2 separate regions of the Mus musculus genome follow, and region 1 is linked to region 2. The links are chromatin contacts, called in public Hi-C maps. All regions are on one chromosome and are shown on one strand. The core of a region is the stretch at or near the end of the contact, and the rest is flanking DNA. Distances in the headings are between cores, read along the strand shown. Region 1 has its middle 26 kb from the start of Map2k6. Region 2 holds the start of Gna13 (guanine nucleotide binding protein, alpha 13).

Evidence for each region. Hi-C and Micro-C count contacts between places; a contact is called where the count stands out from the background.
Region 1: a Hi-C map of B cells shows a contact between it and region 2, with 6 read pairs. The contact joins the enhancer-like site here to the promoter of Gna13 in region 2. A contact is called at or near these places in 1 of 39 promoter capture datasets (liver), 1 of 484 Hi-C or Micro-C datasets (B cells) and 4 of 115 datasets of contacts at active chromatin or transcription factors (embryonic stem cells, extraembryonic endoderm stem cells and pancreatic cancer cells).

The regions. Positions count from the first base shown.
Region 1 is chr11:110,371,138-110,375,427 of GRCm38.p6, reverse strand. No RefSeq gene overlaps it. Among named protein-coding and RNA genes, the nearest start is that of Map2k6, 26 kb to the left of the region's middle. Within about 2 kb of position 2,632, at least 36 of the 459 cell types and tissues checked have an H3K27ac peak or open chromatin away from gene starts, as enhancers often do. A contact at or near this core is called in B cells, where this site is marked.
Region 2 is chr11:109,361,479-109,365,358 of GRCm38.p6, reverse strand. It overlaps Gna13 (guanine nucleotide binding protein, alpha 13), which reads right to left and starts at 2,565. Exons shown (of 4, transcript NM_010303.3): 1 at 2,103-2,565. The coding sequence starts at 2,385. It overlaps Gm11696 (predicted gene 11696), which reads left to right and starts at 1,705. Exons shown (of 2, transcript NR_038097.1): 1 at 1,705-2,253.

The DNA of each region.
Region 1 (4,290 bases), core at 1,383-3,882, 1.0 Mb before region 2:
TATTTTAGATTTGTTAACATGTGTGCGGATATTTTGATATTTTTGCCTGCATGTATGCATATCCACCACGTGCATTCCTTGTAATCCGGGAGGTCAGAAGAGAATTCTGAGTGTCCTGGAACTGGAGCTTCAGACGGTTGTGAACTTAGCATGTAAGTGCTATGAACTAAACATGGATTCTTTAAGTGCTTTTAACCCACTAGTGAGACATCTCTCCATTCCCATTCAAGTGCTTTGAAAGGTAGATACCCCAATCAGGTAGGCAAGAATGATTATTATAGCCAAGATTCAAATGACCAGAATATAGGATATAGAATTGTATCTCTATATGACAATTTCTATTTATCCTGCAAACCAATGCTCCAGTATTAGCTTGGTTATTCAAATTGATATTTAATTGAATAATTCTGTAACTGGAAGCCTAAGAGTTAAGCACTGTGCTCGTCTTATGGCCTATTCACAAATCCTATAGAATACATCCTGTTTTCTCCACTAAAGAAGAATGAGCCTGGCAGGCAATGCACACACTTAATCCCAGTACCAGAGGTCAGCAGATCTCTGTGAGTTCCAAGCCGACGTAGATAGTGAGTTCTAGGATAGCCAGGGCTATGTAGAAAGACCCTGTCTCAAAAAAAAAAAAAAAAAAAAGTAAAAGAAGAAAAGAAAGAAAAGAAAAATCTGGGTAGATTGCTGTACCTGGAAGAATCCAGGTCAAAAGCTAGTTCTTTCCAAAACCAACCAACGGTTTTCTTTTAAGCGTGTGAATGTTCGCCTGCATGTATGTCTGTGCAGCATGTGTGTGCAATGCCCTCAGAGATACGAACAGGGCATTGGAGCCCCTGAAATGTAAGTTAACAGTTTCTGAGCTACTGTATGGGTGCTGGGCATCAAACCTGAGCCCTCTGCCAGGGCAGCCAGTGCTCTTGATCACTGAGCCACCTCTCCAGCTACTCATTCTTAATAGGACTGTGTGCATTTCTGCCTGCGTGCTACTTAGCTGCAAGGTCTCATCACGAAGATTTGTGAATCCGAACTGAAGAAATCCCTTTCCACCAAACATATCGATAATTTGGATGTCAACTTGTATACGAGGAGTTACGGTTATTCAGAGACATTTGTCTGGGCAATTCGTAATTGCATTCTAAACTCACTGAAATTAATAAGTCAGCTGGTGGCAGTCTGAGTGCAGCATGTTGACGTGGGCAGGTGCACAGCAGGCATGGTATCTAACTGCAGAGTGAGCTTTTGCAAGAACAGAAGAGCTGAAAGTGTGCTATCAGCAATTGCCGAATTCCAAGAAGCAGCTGAAAATCCTTTGAAAACCCCCAGGGTATGAAGGATTCTACTTTATATGAAGATGCAAAGCAATTGGATTTCTCAGAGCCGAATCTTTTAACAGTATACGACTTTTATCACTTATTTCTTGATGCTAATCTTCGTTTCTTGCTACTCTGCAAAAAAAAAAAAAAAAAAAATCAAAATGGAAAAACGACTGGACGACAATAAAAACTCATCTAAATCAAATGAGTTGTTTTCCAGTTTTGAAAATGCCTGGTTTTCCATTTTTATTGTCTAAAAATATTTTAATTAATTTTTTGATAATGTAATTCGAGGTTTTGGTCATATTCATGCACCCTTCCCTACCTCCTCCTAGATTCCCCGCTCTACCCTCTGCCCAAACTCCCTTATCTTCCAAACATGCTCTCCTTCTACCCAGGAAGTTCAATTTGTGCTGCCTAGATACTCTTGGGTGTGAGGCCTGGACCTAACAGGGGTCAGCCCATTAAAGAAAATTGACTCCCCCTCTCTCAGAAGCTATCTGTTGCATTAGGTCCTCAGATAGAGGTGGGCAACTTTATGCCCACCTTCCCTTTGTCACAGGATTTCTTATGTCCACTATGTTTTCCTTCAATTATGTACATTTGTTTGAAGTAATTAAGCCAAGGAAGATATATAAGAAACATGACCATTTAAATGCTTAGGATTTCAACACTGAACACCACTTCAGGTACCACTCACGCATAACAAAAATGTTGGCATTTTTTGGAGTATGTTCAGATAAAGGACGGGTGCTGGACTGACAATAAGAAAGATAAGGTGCTACAAATAATTATAAATGCTACTATAATTAAAGCAGTAAGCTTTCTTGAGTTCTGTATAGAACAACAACAACAACAAAAAAAGGAAATGAAATAGAAGAAATGGGTGAACTTCACACGTTTGTTTCTTCACCACAAAAGAACTCGTTTCCTGAAATATGTCTATAAGGTTAACAACAACAACAATAACAACAAGAAGCCAGGTATAAAAACAGGATCCTTTCGCTATTTTGTTTGGTTTGTTGATTTTCACTTAGCTTGCGTGTGGTGCTGCAGGTAGATCTATAACTTTATGCTGGTTAGGTAATTCTGTCTTAAAATACATTGTACTTCAATCTTGGTACCCATGGAATACCTTCTTTGAAAGATTGAAACGCTCTTCTTCCTATTTTCATGGTGAGCTAGAGGGGTTTTAAGGTTATCCTGTCTCTGTGTCACCTTCACGTCCCCTCACTCATGATAGTCATCACAGCTGTGTGGCTCTCTGTTCCGATAGATTTAAAGTCAATACCCGGCTTTCACTTCTTCTTTCTTTGTTCCTAAATTCTTCTCTTTTTTTGAGACATCTGAGTTTTCTTGTTCAGCGCTCAGAAGGGCTTGTGATTGCTACTCTCTAAATCGTTCCACGTTTGAGCATGTGACCTTACAAACAGAACGGCACAGCAAATACAATGTAATATTTTATTCTTTGAGAAGGCTTCCCATTCCTGAGTGTGGACGCTTAGACTTCGGTATGCACACGGATTACCTAAGACTCCACAGGCTGGCTGCCTCTTTATATAATAATATAAGTATTAATCATATAATTAAACATACAAGTTTGGTTTTGGTTGCTCACCTCCCCTCCCATCCCGGTCCATCTCCCTGCCTGCCCCGCCCCCCACTCCACATAAGCTGGTGTCCCCACTGTCATATCACATGTCACTTCTGTTGTACTCTCTCGTCACCTTCCCCCTTCAAGCCTTCCCCTCCCCCCCCCACCCCCCCCACCCCCGTCTTGGGACACTTTCTGGTTTTTGACTGCCATGTAATTATTCATATAACAAAATGCAGGCATTTAGAAGACTAGAAGGAAGATCTCCTTAACTGGAGCCCTACGAAAGACTCAAAAGCTTGGGGGATGACAGCTGGCCTTCCTGAAGAAAGAAAAGCAGGTTTCATCTGGATTCTCCTTGTTAGACTTTAATTGCAGGCGTTCACCTGCCTCAGGGTTTTCTACCTGGATCCCCACCCCACCATGGCCTCAGGGACGACTCCTTGACCTCCTTAAAGTCACAGTTCTGTCTCGAAAAACCAAAAAAAAAAAAAAAAAAAAGTCGCAATTCAAAGGTCACTTTTTCTGATGCCTGCTGACTTCCGCCCTTTGCTTGTTTCAGTCTCTTTAATTTCCCATCAGCCTCACTCCTCAGTAAATCTCGCGAGAGTCGAGCTTTGTTTGTTTGTTTGTTTGTTTGTTTTTGTTTTTCTGTCCATCATACAACCTCTAGCATGTGGTACTTAATCGATGTGAGTTGAATTTGTTTGCTTTTTCTTGCTCAGCGTGATGGGGAGGATAGGAACTTTTGGTGGGCTTTTCTACCGCCACCTCTATTCTTCTCAGTCTCTAGAACCCTCGCCAGAGATTCTGATGAAAGCAGTCATGTATGGAGAGACCTGCCCGAGAGTATGATGAGATTGTAATCCGGAGCCTTCCTAGTCACCCAAGCTACATCTCTAACCTTAGCCAGCTTAGAGTGCTTTGTTCAGTGGAGAAGTATAGAAGCAGCATGCGCGCCCGCGCGTGCGCACACGCACACACACACATACATTTATATTCATATATATATATATATATATATATATATATATATATATATATAAATATGTATGTGAGAATCACATCCATTTATATAGAGAAACACATACATTAACATATAAGAATATGTAATATATTCTCAATTTTCTGTACTGTTTTGATGATGAATATACCCACAAAGAGAAACACATACATTAATACACTAAGGACATATAATATATATATATATTTTTGTTTTGTTTTGTTTTTTTTTGTTTTTCGAGACAGGGTTTCTCTGTATAGCCCTGGCTGTCCTGGAACTCACTCTGTAGACCAGGCTGGCCTCGAACTCAGAAATCCGCCTGCCTCTGCCTCCCCAATGCTGGGATTAAAGGCGTGCACCACCATATATATTCT
Region 2 (3,880 bases), core at 1,316-3,815:
CAAGTGTTCACTGTCTCAAAACCAGAAGCCTTGAAAAGTTAATATTAATAACAAAAACCACTTTGGGGAGGATTCTAATATGCTACGATTCATAAAAATCCTTTCTGGTGTAGACGGCAGTCAAAACCGGAGACAGAAAAAATAAATAGTGCTGCCTAGGCTGGTGCCAGGCTAAAGACGGCCCGGCCCGAGCTAAGGACAGCTGACTGTGCTGTGTGCAGTCCGGGTCCTCCAGGTTCCTACCAACACTGTCTTCTAGGACGCACTTAACCTCAAGGCTTCCTCAGACCAAGTTTCTCTTTTAATCAGTGCAGTCACACACTGGCTTTAGTCACCTAAAAGGAAAACCAACTGCACAAAGACCCAAGACCGCCCATGAGGCTTCCACTTACACAGGTCAGCTCAAACTCCTGTCTCTAAAACTGTTACTTCTGTCATCATCGGGAAGTCATTTCTTTGGATACAAGAAAAAATTGTTATGCTTTCACTTTTCTGACCATGCCAACAAAAGAAAATAAGATGCCTCCCTAGACTTCAACCTGATCACACAATCATGTTCAAAGGGACTCTTAGGCCCAGTGTGTGTAGAAAAGCAGGTGATTTGCCTCGCTCACAAGTGACTACTTGAGTCTGTTCATTCTTTAAGTTCATCTGTATCAGGATACAAAGGTACCTTCAATTAAGGGCTGGCAAGGTACAGTTTACAGTCTTCCAGGAGACTTTAATTAGTTCTGTGCTGAGCATTAAGGCAGACTGAACACAGCCATCCTTTTCAGCTTTACTGCAAAGGTACAAGGGTAAGGGCAAGACATGGACTGTGAGCTCCTGGCCTCGCCCTCTCCCCTCTCTGCCTGGCAAAGCATCTTCTCTAGTCTTTCCCTACTTGAAACACTGAAGGGGGTGGGGGGAACGGACCCATGAGGGAGTTTGCTTATGTTCTTCTTGAACAACAAAAAATATGCTTAAAAAAAAGTCACACAACTCCTTGAAAAGACCTACAAAATTAAAGTTTGCTTCCAAGCCCTAGATTTAATAGGGTGACTCCTTAACCACTCAGAAATCTGTTTTCTGATGTGCTGCTGTGCCTCAACTCTGCCAACTTCTCTTAGGTAGAAAATACCTGACACTAAAGAAAAAAAAATTAAAAAAAACAAGATGATTCTTTTAAATGATAAAAATAAAAGCCACCTCTGCAACTTATTTGAACACTAAGGAATAAAAATATTGGGTGGTTTTCACTTAAGGAACAGTATTTAAAATACTGTTCAACAGGATTTGTGAAGCCCACCATGCAGTCCAGCACATGTATTTAAACATAAATTCATGAAAGCATTAGAAATGATATGAAATGATACTGTTTTTTTCTCCTGTCTCGAGTTATTAAGAAAAAAAAAAGTGTGCAACATGTTGAACTGTGATTACAAACATCCTGTAGCAATGAGCCGATAAAACCACTCGCGCTAATTTTTTTTAATAGACTTTCCTGATGCCAGTTCAGTAAACGTGAGTTTCATACTCTTGCCCCAAAAGGCTCTAGAGGCTGTCACTCTATGCCCTTGACAAGAGTCTCAGGGTAAAAAAAAAAAAAAAAAAAAAAAAAAAGTTTCCTCATTACAACCGTTCCAGAACTTGCTTAAGTCAAGAGGTGGCCTAGGAAGCCCAAAGCTGGAAGGGTAACATACCCGGTTACTAGGGTCACCCACCAGGGACGGGCAGAAAGGAAAGAAGGATAGGAAGGGATAGGGAGTGTAGGACCTGGGGCTACTGATGGGTGGTCTTGCCCGGAGTGCAGGGAGGACACAAGTTGCCCCGCTGCCCCGAGTCACCCTACTCGCCGCACTTCCCTCTTGGAGGGGGCGAGGCCAGCCGCGGAGTGCTGGGCCGACCGTGACCCTCACCGGGGTAGCACGGGGGGGACAGCGGGGCGTCCCGGATCGAAGGGACCAGGGCAACAGGGCGCACAGAACGGTGCCCAAGGCGCGCCCACCCGCTCGCCCGTCCGATCTGATCCCGTTCGGTCTCCTCCGACTGGGGACCCGGCGGATGAGGGCGGTGCCCGGCCCGGCTCCCCAGGGGTCCCCGAGCCCCGCCGCGCCCCGCACCTTTGATCACGTTGCTGTAGATGGTGGGGCGGAACTCCTCGCGCGCGCGCTGGTCGAAGTCCTGGCCGTGGATGATCCGCATCTGCTTCAGGAAGGTGGACTTGCCGCTCTCGCCCGCGCCCAGCAGCAGGATCTTCACCAGCCGCTTCACGTAGGTCTTCTCCCGCGACAGGCATTTGTCGATCTCCTTGGACTTGCGCTGCTGCTCGGCCTCGCCGTTCGTCAGCACGCAGCCCGGGAAGCACACGGACAGCACGGAGCGCGACGGCAGGAAGTCCGCCATCTTGCCGCCGCCGCCGCCTCGGCGGGCCCCTGCGGCTCCTCCACCTCCTCCTCCGGCAGCGGGCGGCTCCGGCAAGGCGGCTGGAGGGCGGGGAGCGCAGCGGCGGCCCGAGCGCGCCCGGGGAGGGAGGGAACCCGAGGACTGACTCGCCAGGGCGGGCCGCGCCGGCCGGGGGAGGGTGGGAGGGAGGGAGGGAGGGAGGGAGGGCGGGCCCGGGGAGGGGCGGCGGCCCTCTGGGCGTGCGCGTGCCCGCTGCCTTTCGGGTACGCGCACGCAGGCACGCCGAGCGGAGGAGGGAGCGGCAGCGGCGGGAGTCACGCGCTCCTGTGCAGCCGGGAGCGCGCTCGGAGAGCGGCGGAGCCCGGGTCACGTGGGCCAGGCTGGGCGCGCGCGCCTGCGGATCCAGAGTTTCTGTTTCCCTTTAGTGCCACCGCTTCCCGGAGCCCCGAGGCGAGTAAGCAAAGCCCATCCTGACCCCTTTCCGCTGGGGCATCTTTCTCACTACAGATCCCACTGCCCTTTCCCATAGTTACTCGCCCGCCGCTTGCTGTCACCTTCACGCGACCTATTTTGAGACCATTGGCTGGGACATCCCCGCACCCGACCAGTGCAAGCCTTCCTTCGTTACAGTTTGCCTTGTTTTGTTTTGTTTTGTTTTAACTCTTGAGACAAGATCCCTGCGGCCCAAGTTGGCTTAAATTTGTGACAATCGTCTTGCTTCAGCCTCCCTGTCCGTTTCTGGTATTACCGGCAGGCAAGAGCTTTCCTTCAAGATCGTGCGTTTAATTAGCAGCGACCCTTCCCCGCCCCCTTGTCATCCTAACCATCCCGAATCTGGAAGGATAAGTAGATGTCAGATGTCGTTATTGATCAACACCTCACCCTAGCAGCTCAGGGCACTATTGATAACCTGCCCTGGTTTGAGGGGAAGTTGGAGTTGATGTTCTCGTGAGATGTGCCAGGAAGGTCGCTGGCGGCTGGCTCACTCATTAGATTCCCATCCGAGCTGCACTTGTGACTTGGGTAATGCCTTCTGAGGTCAGTGAATGGTGGAGAGGGTGAGGTCATGTTGAAAATCCCCCTAAACCGGACACTCTGATGCACGTTCTTCCCAAGGAAGCAGATAAGCGCTCAGCCTAGGACTGCAGCAGGCACATTTTGGGTTTCCTGCCGGATTACAGAGGATATGACAGACAAGAAACTTTTTTTTTTCTGTCATACCAGCAGATCAGGCCAGAACACCTGAAAAAGAGACTCCTGGGGAACACGTGACTAGTGACAGCTGAATGACTGTAGCAAGGACCTCAGAAGCCAACTTCTTCATTCTTGTCAGTTTCAAAGTTGATGCCTGTCTGGTTTTGCTCCTGGGACCTGACTCGTGTGCAACTTGGGAACTTCCTGTGTGTTAGGGAGTTGGGGTAAAGAGGTCAACACCGTGACATGCACAAGTTTAAAATTTTAAAAACCAGCACTATAAGTCAGTCCATCAGTTACT